Linked DNA regions of Lactuca sativa: region 1 is linked to region 2. Evidence: chromatin contacts called from public Hi-C data. All regions are on one chromosome and are shown on one strand. The core of a region is the stretch at or near the end of the contact, and the rest is flanking DNA. Distances in the headings are between cores, read along the strand shown.

The links. Hi-C and Micro-C count contacts between places; a contact is called where the count stands out from the background.
Region 1: a contact with region 2 is called in a Hi-C map of leaf, with 2.9 times the contacts expected there. The contact joins the promoter of LOC111917259 here to the promoter of LOC111917261 in region 2. A contact is called at or near these places in 2 of 4 Hi-C or Micro-C datasets (both in leaf).

The regions. Positions count from the first base shown.
Region 1 is chr3:33,711,569-33,717,518 of Lsat_Salinas_v11, reverse strand. LOC111917259 reads right to left here and starts at 4,632. Exons shown (of 3, transcript XM_023912939.3): 1 at 4,047-4,632; 2 at 3,685-3,926; 3 at 3,135-3,586. The coding sequence starts at 4,526. The coding sequence ends at 3,337.
Region 2 is chr3:33,559,223-33,565,319 of Lsat_Salinas_v11, reverse strand. It overlaps LOC111917261, which reads right to left and starts at 4,228. Exons shown (of 2, transcript XM_023912942.3): 1 at 3,889-4,228; 2 at 3,087-3,814. The coding sequence starts at 3,975. The coding sequence ends at 3,347.

The DNA of each region.
Region 1 (5,950 bases), core at 3,383-5,882, 150 kb before region 2:
TATTTGTGAATATACCTTGTAATATTCATATGTTAATATCATGTGTAATATTCATATGTGAATAAACTATGTAATATTCACATATGAATATATCATCTAATATTCATAAGTGAATATATTATCTAATACTTACAATTGATAATACTATGTAATATTCACAAGTGAATGTATCTTTTAATATTTAAATATGAATATATTGTATCATATTCACAAGGGTATATACTATATATTATTCATATGTGAATATACTGTGTAATATTCATGAATGAATATACCATGCAATATTTAGATGTGACTAGAATGTGTAATATTCACAAGTAAATATACTATATAATATTCACATGTAAATCTACCATATAATATCCATATGTGAATATACTATGTAATATTCATTTGTGAATATACCATGTAATATCACATGTAAATATACAATATAAACAACATATATCATATAATATTCACATATGATTATACATTCATGTGTGAATATATCATGTGATAATTAGAATGTGATAAATCGCTATTATTATGAACTAAAAGTATATTTTTAACATTTTTTTATGTGTATTCAAATGTTTTTCAGGTATCGTTATAACTCAATAAAAGAATAATATTTCAATCAATGGTTTGTTCATATCCTGGTGGTTGACGATTGGTTGACGTAATTGAGAAGATATCATTGACGAAGACAATATGTTTTTATATTCACGTGTAAATGTTATACAATTTAATATATTCTTCATTTTGATCGTGTTAAATTCAAACTCAAATGCAAATGATATTCATTAACCAATACAATGTTGCTTGTCTTAGTATAATGTTGATTTTACATGTAAAATAATATTGTTACAATATACCAAAAAAAAAAAAAAAAACTATTCATAAACCAATTCGTGTAGTGTATTGTTTATTTTTATATATAAAGATTGTATTCACAAAATAAATAAATATACATGTATATTTTATTCACATAAATACAAATAACAGATTACAATGATGTTTTTACTAGTGGGATGGAAGTTAGTAACATCAACAATAAATATGTCGTAATGATTTCTAAACATTATTCATATATGAATACATAGCATGTCATGATGATGTCATCACTAGTAGGAATGAAAATTTAGTGACATCATCAAAACAATTTGCCGCAATGAAGTTAAGTCTCGGAATTGGACGAAATCGCATATTTGATGTAAAATGGTGCGATTTACAAAACTCACCGCTTCGCCGTGACGTACGGTGTTTTTCGGCCATTCGGGACTGTTTAGGGCCTCAAAATGACGTTTTTCTATTTTTATAATTTTCCGAAAAAAAAGTTATCATTTATTCACAAATGAATATAACATTAATAAAAATATATATGCTTATATAATTATTTTATTAACCTAAAAAGATTAGTTGTATGTGAATAAATATACCTTCTTATCAAATACTTTTTTTATCTTTAACTTTATATATTTTATAGTCCTCGGTTTTATTGACAGTTTTATTCATTTGTGAATAATACATATATATATATATATATATATATATATATATATATATATATATATATATATATATATATATATATATATATATATATATATATATATATATATATATATATATATTCACATTTGATTATTACATATATATTCATTTGTGAATATTACATATGTTCACATGCATATATAATTTTTATATGTTATTCACATATGAATTACAAACTTGTTTAGGACCTTAAAACAATGTTTTTTTTTTCGAAAAAAATACATTATTATTTATGAATATTATCTATATTCATTTGTGAATATTACATGTATTCGCATGTGAAAATAATTTTTATATGTTATTCACATATGAATTACATAGTTACTCTGTATTTTTAAAAGACATACATTGATTCTCGTGTAAAGACATATTCACTTGTGAATATTACGTGATATATTTAGTTTATGCATTTCATCGAACAGTTGGCGTGCAAATAAATTAACTTATATAATTATGGTAAAAAAATTAACAATTGAAGCCAATAATTACAACACAAATCAAATCCTATCAAAATTGATCAATAATCAGTAGGTTTAGATCAAAAATTGTGAAATTTTTTTATAAAAAACGAAGTTTTTCAAGCCTGAAAATCGATTTTAAAAAAAATCTTCAAATATATGGTTATCTTGATGCACTTTCGATTGCTATCTGTTTTTTGATATTGGTGAATGTTCGATTGATGAAGTTTCGATGACCGGTGATCGCAAAATGATGTGACATCAATAAATATGGATTATGTTTATCGATTTTGCTTGACATCAATGAAACTGGACAAGATTGAATCACGACTTACACTTAATGGTACGAATAAATGTTTTTGATGATGAATCACAACATTTTGATGAAATAACGAAGATATTTGATGAAGAATTGATGTTTTATGAAGTGTCGATGTTTTTTTGATGATGAACAGGTGACGTTGATGTTTTTTTGATAAAGAACAGATGACGTTGATGAAGAACAGATGATGTTGATGGAGAAGATATGATGTTGATGAAGAACATCGAACGATCCATATGAATGAATAATAGATGTTGTTGATGAAGAACGAATGAACGATTCAGAAAAACAGCGTGTTTTTAATGACTTAATCTATATGTGTTTTACATATATAAAATGATTGGCTAAGAATGATTCCCCCATTCTCAACCTTTTATTATATATATATATATATATATATATATATATATATATATATATATATATAGAGAGAGAGAGAGAGAGAGAGAGAGAGAGAGAGAGAGAGAGAGAGAGAGAGAGAGAGAGAGAGGACAAATCATTGTGGAGTTCATTTCCTAAAAAAGCAAAAGTCATAAATATTTACTATGGCGCTGGTAAGACCGAACTTTACCAATATATGTGAAAAGCTTAGAAAGATAAGCTAAACCCGTGTCCAGTTAAAAATTAATGGATTGGAAAATATTAATCATTTAGTTTTTTTTTTTAATTATAGACAAAATACTTAAATTTTTTTTTTATGCATGTTCTCTATTTAAAGTCGTGCACTGTGAGTTTTTTTTATTTAATTTAATATAGATGTTGCTTTCTATCTTTCCTGCTACAATCTCTCTTTATTTCTTTCTTACAAGAAACAAACCTTTTGTGTTTACTCCATTAAATTTCAGCCTTCATACTTAAAAGCGTACACGATGACATTTATTTAATCCAAAATCACTTCCTAGAGAAATCTTTAACTTGCACGATAGAAGACTACTAAGCAATTAAACTTCTGCATCGCTCGAATGATCGGGTCTCTCCCTTAATTAAACCACTTAAATCTTATCATAAAGGTTGAAGGCATTATATATAACTGCTTACGAATTGATGGATATGTTTGCTGATCTCTTCAGGTTTTTCTTCATGAAGAAAATGACCTACACCTTGCAGTACGGTTACATCGTCTAAAAGAGGCACATCTTTTTTGAACCCTCCTTTTTCTATATAGTCTCTAGCACCCATCGAGTTGTAGGTCAGGTCAAGGTCACCCACGATGAACTTAACAGGTACCTTCACTTGAGCTCCAGTCCATGGGCCAGTTAGCTCCCAGTTCCTGTAAATCCACAAAAAGAGTTTTCTTTTTTGTCCATTTTTACTAAATTAAACAACTTCAACTTAATTATATAGCTAGGTAGTTCGAATCTAACTTACAAGTTCAAAGCTCGATAGTAGTTTAGACCTCCGGTGAAGCCAGTTTTTTCATATTTGCTTGTGTAGTATTCAAGATCTTCTTTGGACATCCATGAAGGCAAGATTATAGGATCATCAGGTGAGGTTCCGAACCCAATACCTTTGGGTAGAAAAAGGGGGGCAGGTTTGCGATAATTGAAGAAATCATTTAATACTCTATCTGTACCCCATACCGCAAATTCACCTTCGATTTCTCCAGGTTCCTAGAACATATTCATGTGCATATAGAGTGGTGAAGGATAGTTAAAGTGACGCAGGTGGTTGTGTGTGGAGTGTGGTGAAGGTGTTGCTGATGGGAGAATTAATTGAAGAATTAATAGAACCTGAAATCTGATGATGTAGTAATCGTTTCCATAGAGAGCACGAAGTCCATCGATAGGTTTGAACTTAGGATTCCTTGGACTGAAAGGGACACTCATATTCACCAAGGCCTTTACTTTATCTGGCCGATAAAGACACAAAGCCCAGGCAATCATTGCACCCCAGTCATGTCCCACCACAAATACCTTGTCCTCGCCCGGAGCAGCCACAGTGTGGATGAGCGCCACCAGATCTCCAACCACATGAAGGGTAGTGAACAAGGTGGGATCGGAGACAGGGGCACCAGTGGTGTCACCGTAACCACGGAGATCGGGTGCCACAGCACGGTAACCATGTGAGGCGAGATAGAGAATCTGGTGGCGCCAGGTGTACCAGAGCTCTGGGAAGCCATGGATGAAGAGGATGGTTGGGCCTGTGCCAAGCTCTGCTACATGCATGTTTATGCCGTTCACTGCTACCATCTTGTGTTGGATCTTCTCCATTTTGTATTTCTGTGTGTGTTTTGTGGTTTTTTTGGTTATGTGTGTAAATGTTTTTGAAAACTAGTGTGTGGATATATACTCCTGATGTGTGGTTCCTGTAAGATGTGGAAGATGTGAAATGGCGGCCCTGTTAACGAAAACATTTAATAATTTTTAAAACATAAAGTAATACTAGGTTCTTACGTAAAAGTGAATCAATAATACATAAATATATTTTTTTAATCTGAACAGAATTATATTCGAGTTATTTATGAAAAAAAAGACAAAAGTGTGATCCAATAAATTATATTGTGTTTATTGAGTTTTTAATCTAATAATAGTGATTACAAAACTTAATTACTTGATTATTGTACTTTGAATTTTATTTACCAAATGATGGTAAAAACCAATATGGCCCCACTTTTTATTCAATAACAGTGTTAGGTATCACGACGTTTTTGTTTAGTAGACACACCTATAATAAGAGGAACACCGTCCCGACTAGCCGTTATGGTAAACCTCATTACCACTACAAACGGCAAACAACATATTACATATATCATAGCCAATGAAAACCGATGTCGACCCCCTTTTTGACCATACTAACGGTCAAATTTTCAAAATAATTATAATAATATTTTTTTACCTATAAATAAATCTCATTTACCTCAAATTCATTCATTATATTTTTTTCTTTTTTTTATATTTTATAAAATTTCGATACTTTCTAAAAAAATAGATATGTTCGACCGGTCCAACGATAATGATGATGATGATGAGTTTGCAGAAGGTTCTTGCAGATATTAATTGTGTTTACCAGCTAAGCGAAAACACATACAACTTCGAAAATACTTGGCGAATTATATATACGATGATAACGAAGATGAAGAATAGTGAATTTAGAGGGGAAAATGTATTTTTTTTTCATCTTGTAATGTCTTTTTTTCTTTTTTTTTTTAGTTTTTAAACGTTATTTCTTTTTTCTTTCTTGTAATATTTTTTTAGTTTTTAAATGTTCGGTTTAATTACATTACTATGTTTTATTTAAATAAAATGTTTTATTAAAAGTATTTCATATATTTGATATATACTTGACCCGATTGTTGTATGGTCCTTTTAGGTTGCATTCACCAAAGCAACTTGACAGGATGATTTATGGAGAGAGAGAGAGAGAGCGCGCGCGAGAGAGAGAGAGAGAGAGAGAGAGAGAAAGAGGATATTATGGTTTATTAATATATATTGTATGAATAATATATTAAGAGAGAAATCATATTGTTTAATTAATATTGGTCAAGAATTAATTTTGTGGCTAAAAGAGATTAATTAAATAAAGGGGACTAGAATCGCCCAAGGGAGTGGACAATTTGGAAATCGCCCAAGGGCCCTATTCCAGAAGGTTCTTGGAGCTGCTTAGGGCCTAAGTTATCCAATTAGGGTTTTGACTG
Region 2 (6,097 bases), core at 2,979-5,478:
TTTTACATTTTTTCATGAAAATGAAAAAAACGCTCTGGGGCAAAGCTCAGGCTTTTCATTGTTGCACTTTCTACATCTGTCATTTTATATATTCGGAAACAACATTGAAATCTTCTGGTCATCGCGTAGCGGGGGTAACCTTTCTAGTTTTGTATCAAAGTCATGAGAGTTGCTTCCGCTAATAAAATAGAGTGGGTTGTAAACAACCTAGCTAGGTGCCTAGGTCTACACCAAATTTACAAAATAATCCTATATTCATATGTAGTGATGTCAATTGTTTTAGGGAAAATGACACATATAACCCACAAAATTTTTAGGGTTGAGTCGTTCGGTCTCTAATGTTATTTCTGTGTCTTTCAAATGAACAAAGTTGGTTGTGTCGGGTCTAAAATGTCTTTTTTTAGATAACGAAGGGGTAAGCCGGTTACCCCTTATGACAGTTCACATACTTTTATATTTTAATAATTAAAAATAATAAGAGGGCGCCACAACTCTCTCTCTCTCTCTCTCTCTCTCCTCAAATTTCAAGACATTTTTTTTCATTTTTAATCCTCAAAATATTACTCATAAATGCAAGTCATCACATATATTGTAAGTTATTATCAAAACAATATCAGAGTATCCCAAAATCCTCAAATCTCCATAAGCTGACGAATGTGTACAATCGTGCCTCCGCCTTCTCGAAATCTACGGAAGTACCTGAAACACATTCAACTCAACACGGTAAGCACGAAGCTTATTGAGTTCCCCAAAATACCACATACACAAATAATAAGCCTCTCATGGATATATCTCAATATGGACCCTCCGGTCAAGTGTCTCAGTGAAGACCCTCCGGTCTCACGGTTCGGTATGGGCCCTCAGGTTATAGCTCAACATATATATACAAAATAATATAACAACATAAGTCACAAAGACAGAATGCATAATAACACACAAGGCAGATAAGAACCTCCGGTCAGTAATATAAATAAGATCATTCGATCAATAATATAAATAAAACCCTCCGGTCAACAACATAAATAAGACCTTCCAGTCAATAACACAAATAAGACCCTTCGGTCACTCATGCATTACCACACAGGTAATTATAGTGAGAAACTCACCTCAGCGCTTCACGATTGATCCTACACTGCTGTTGCTACTACTAACCACTCCCGATCTGAGCCAAACACCCAACATCATAATCAATAGCTGAACAAGGCTAGACTCCAGCCCTAGGCCCAAAGATAGCCCAGATAAGCAAGCCCACTAATGACCCAAACCCATTGGGCCCACCAAGGCTCAAAACCAAAGGATTCATAAGGGCCCACTAATGGCCCAATTTTCCAAATTGGGCCCAACCCTATATGGACCTAAACCTAAAGCCCAATAATCCTTAGTCCCAAAAAGTTGATGTCAGATGGCCCAAAAACGCCCAACACAACAAAGTAGCCCAAGAACGTGAAGCCCAAAACACCACAAGCCCAAGCTAAGTTGAACGTCGTATGTTGGGCGTACACGGCGAACCAGACCGCGACTTATACACGGTACGCTGGGCGTACCAACTCTTACGCGGGGCGTAACTCCGACTTAACTAAAATTGATTTCCTTAATTAACCACTTAAGCTCTTTGCACCCAAACTTCAGGGAACCTTCGAAATTCACTCTTAACTTATAAAGTTGGAAACTTTATCAGTTTGCACGTCTTAAAGAAGCTCAACAATGCAAATTAATCCTTAAGACCCATAAAAATCACCTTAACACATGCATGGTCCATTCATAAGCATCAATCAAACACCTTTATGAACTAATGACCTCGGAGATACTAAGAGTAGCAACTCAAAGCCCCTGGAGTGGTGGCAAACCACTTGATCTCACCCATGAGACCAAAATGGGACAGTGGGTTCGGAAAGATGAAGAAAAATCAAAGAGAAAAGCTGATGTGGCAGTGAGTTTAGTGGGTTCAATGGGAACGACTCCCTCCTCCCTAACTAAAAATTACATAAAAAATAATAATTCATTCCCAACCATATTTTTTCCCAATTTCACTCTTGCATGCTCGGACCGCAACCAACATCGATCTTTACAAATGATCATGCGACACTACACATATATGCATATCTTCATCTCTACATCTTTCTTGCATCAAATTCAACTCCCCATGAATACATGTGGGTTAAGACTTTCATGTAAATGTATATGTATCCAATGTGTCTCGCCTGAAATATATTTGTTGCTTATGATTGCCCGTTTGGAGGATTAGTAAATAACTTCAAACTTATTAATCCCCGCATGCGTCTACTTTGAGTTCATTTTAAAGCATATTTTGATTGTTAAACACCACCCCTACCCCTAATTTGTTGTGAAAAACTCTCAAAATACGATTCCAAAAGCATTCAGTTAGTTGACGATTCCCGTTAACCTTATCTTTCAAAAGGCCCATCCAAGGCTTGGTGTCCCAACGGATTCTTCTTTAAGGGTCCATGTTTTCTTTATTTATAGAATAATTAAAAAAAAAAATGCATATATATATCAGTATCAAAAATGAAATGAAGCAATATTTTTCATATAGTGTGTAACTTGTCCTAATTTTAACAAGAAAAATGACATAAAAACTCTTAAGTTTACGTCATGTCATTAGTTTTATCTTAACTTTCATTAAACTTTCTAGTTTATCTTTTTTACATGTTTCTTTAGTTTTCAAGTTTCCTTAAAGTGAAACTCACATGAAAACTTTTAAGTTTGTAAAAAAATTACCTTAAATATGTTTTTTATCAGTTTTATCCCATAATTTTTATACGAAATTTTACTATTTTGGCTTTTTTATTGGTTAACACAAATTTAAGGGTCTTTATGCTAGTTTAGTAGTTTCCCTTTCTTTTAAATTGCATAGTGATAATAATATTATATAAGTGGATATCGTTTTGAAATAAAAGATGAACATTAGCCCTACCATATGCCTACTCTTCCTCTAAAATTAAATGGCCCCTCAATTTTCGTTTCGAACATGTTTCTTGTAAGGGTACGAAGAAATCAAGAAATGTCCACACCATTTTTCTGCCAAATTCCATCGAAGTCACACTGATACTAAACATTCATTCATGTATGGACAAATAGTAATCACTTAAACCAACGGATACAATTCATCACACTTCTTCCAAGAAATTATCCAAACAAACTGGTCAAAAACGAATTGGTCAAATCGTGGGTTCGATTAACAGTAAAGCGAATCTCTGCAAAAGAGATAAATGAACCCAGAAAGGAACACATTTTTTCCAACTAATCTTTACTACCTTTCATCATTTCTTTTAATGCGTAAAAAAAAAAAAGTAAATGTAATTGAATGCTTGAATCATTGAAGTCGTTAAGTGACCAAGTAAATGGGCATGGCGGAGCCTGAGATCTTGTGGGTCTGATTCATGTTGAGTTCAGTGAGACTGATGTAGGGTATATCGATATCACCTTTTCGTGTAGATGCGAGTGGTCCGGACGACGGCCGGCTGGTGGAGGTACGGTGGTAAAGAGTGGCAGACCCGTTTCTGCTATCCGTCAAATACACCGGTCCAGACATCGCACGGACTCCTCCTACTCCGCCGCCGCCGCTGGCGCTGTAGACGCAGTGGAGATTGTTGTAAGATGAGTCGGAAGAGGAAGTACGTTTGCGTTTGAAGAAGTGGAGGGCGCTCTTCCACCACCAGCGTTTACGGGTCTTTTTTATCTTCTTGCTGGTGTCGTCTTTGGAGATGGGTTTCTGAAGCTTAAAATGCACGTTGTCAATGGCGGATCTGGACGAGTAAGTTTCGCGTTTATGCTTTCTGGCTTCTTCCAACACCTGCGAATTGGAACACAGACTGTTAAGCAAGGATTTGAGTGCCATTGTTGAAAGTAATGAAGAGAAAGGGGAACCTGAAAGTAGTCGATTTGAGGGTCGAAGCCATAGTCACTGAAGTGTTGAGGCTCATGAATGGGGAAGATTGGGGATTTGTTGGTCATGATTTCACAATGACAAGCAGTCCAGAATGTGATTGTGAAATGGGTTGATAGCTTTGACGGAAGGGAATGGTAGTATGGTACTATGGCAGGGGAGGTGTTAAATGTAATGAATAATTTGGGTTTTTTATATATAGCTGGGTTGTTGATGTTTTTTTTATGTTTGATTATTTTGTAATATCAAGTAGAAAAAACATCATAAATGGTCCCTATAGTTTTCTTAAATCTGAAGTTTAGTCTTTCTGGTTTAGAAATGTCATAGCTGGTCCCTGTGCTTTCAAAACTTTTGACGATTGGTCCTTATTGCTAACTCCGTTAAGTTTTATCCGTTAACTGGAGGGTATTTTCGTCATTTCACTACCACAGGGACCATTTATGATGTTTTTTTTAAATGAAATAATATACAAAGAGGGTCCTACCCCCCCCCCCCCCCCTCTCTCTCTCTCTCGTATGAACACCACCATAATCCTTAAAATACAAAACATGTTCTGAATTTTGGGTTCTTGAATCGATGTATAGGAAAGGAAGAAAGAAACTTTGTGGTTGCTTATAAGGACGTGGGGATTGAGTTAATTGGTACAAACAATGGGGAAAGGAATCGTCGTCTTTATCAGGTCGATGAAGAAACAAACGAACAGAAGAAAAAATCGGGAATCTCCGATGAGGCTGAGAGATCACAAGAAAGGGCAGGCGTCGACCTCCGGCGACCCTCGTGGGTTCAATCTTCGTCTGATTGGGAGGGAAAAGTACGGACGAAATCAACAAATGAGGTGGTCTGGTGGGGTTTAACAGATCGCGAGGAGGGAATAGCTGATCCCCGACGAGCCTTCATCTTCGCCCTGGTCATCGTCTTCATCTGATCGGAATGGAAATCGAACGGAGTAGTCAAAAGTGGTGGTCCCATGACTGAAATAGATGAAGAAGAAGATGGGCTGTTGGATTTTCCGATTGCCCTTCTCTTGTCTGTTCGTTTCCGGCTAACGCGAAAGGGGATGGAGAATTTTGGCCCTCACCTGTGTTGAGAAAGAACTGGACAAAATCAGAAGTCGAGTGGGGGCGTGGGACTTCGTCTTCTTTAGATTGGAGAAGAAAATGAGAGCAACGGCATGGGGTGTCTGAGGGTTGAGCTTGGATGGGAAGGGATCTGTTGGAGGATGGGAAGGAGGTAGCAACCTCCTCTCTCTCATCTTTGCATTTTCTGGTGATCGGAGGACCACCCACCTCCGGTGGGTGAGTCTTGGCAGTCTAATGAAGAAGAAATGGGGACAACAATATCAAGTATCGGGGGTGTTTGTGTGGTGTTAAACGAAGAAGAAAACAGGAGGGAAGAGAGAGAGAGAGAGAGAGAGAGAGAGAGAGAGAGAGAGAGAGAGAAAGAGAGAGTGGGACTCTTTTTGTATATTATTTCATTTTTTTAAATAAAAGAAAACATCATAAATAGTCCATGTGGTGGTGAAATGACGAAAATACTCTTCAGTCAACGGACAAAACTTAATGGAGTTGGCAATAAGAACCAATCATCAAAAGTTTTGAAAGCACAGAGACCAACTATGATGTTTCTAAACCACGGGGACTAAAATTCAGATTTGAAGAAACCACAGGGACCATTTATGATGTTTTTTGTATTAAGTATTATTCACATATTCGGTTTTTTAGTTTTACTGGGAAATTGAGTAATCTATTTCGTATAAATGAATAATTTGATAATAATAATCAATTTTTTTATATTTTTTATATAATGACCATTACTCTAAAATATAGTATTTCAAAATGGTTATGTTTATTTCAGAGTTGATAGTTATCGGGTCTGAAATCTGACATCCTGGACTGGAAAAGTGTATTCTTGATAGTATTCTAAAATGTACGGTGCATTCAAGAATAGTGTTCAGAAAAGGTAAAATTAGGGTATATGTATGTTGTTTGTTCTTACACAAGCAGTACATTTCGTTGTCTTTATTCCTCCCTTGTTGAAACCCTATTTTGATAGTTTTCATATCCTCAAAAAATGAATATGTATAAAGATTTTTTTCTAGTGTCAGTTTCTAGTGAAGGGCAATGGCATGATATCAAGGGATTTATGCCGTATATTGCTCCAAACTACACATGTTTTGGTGTAAATATAAGC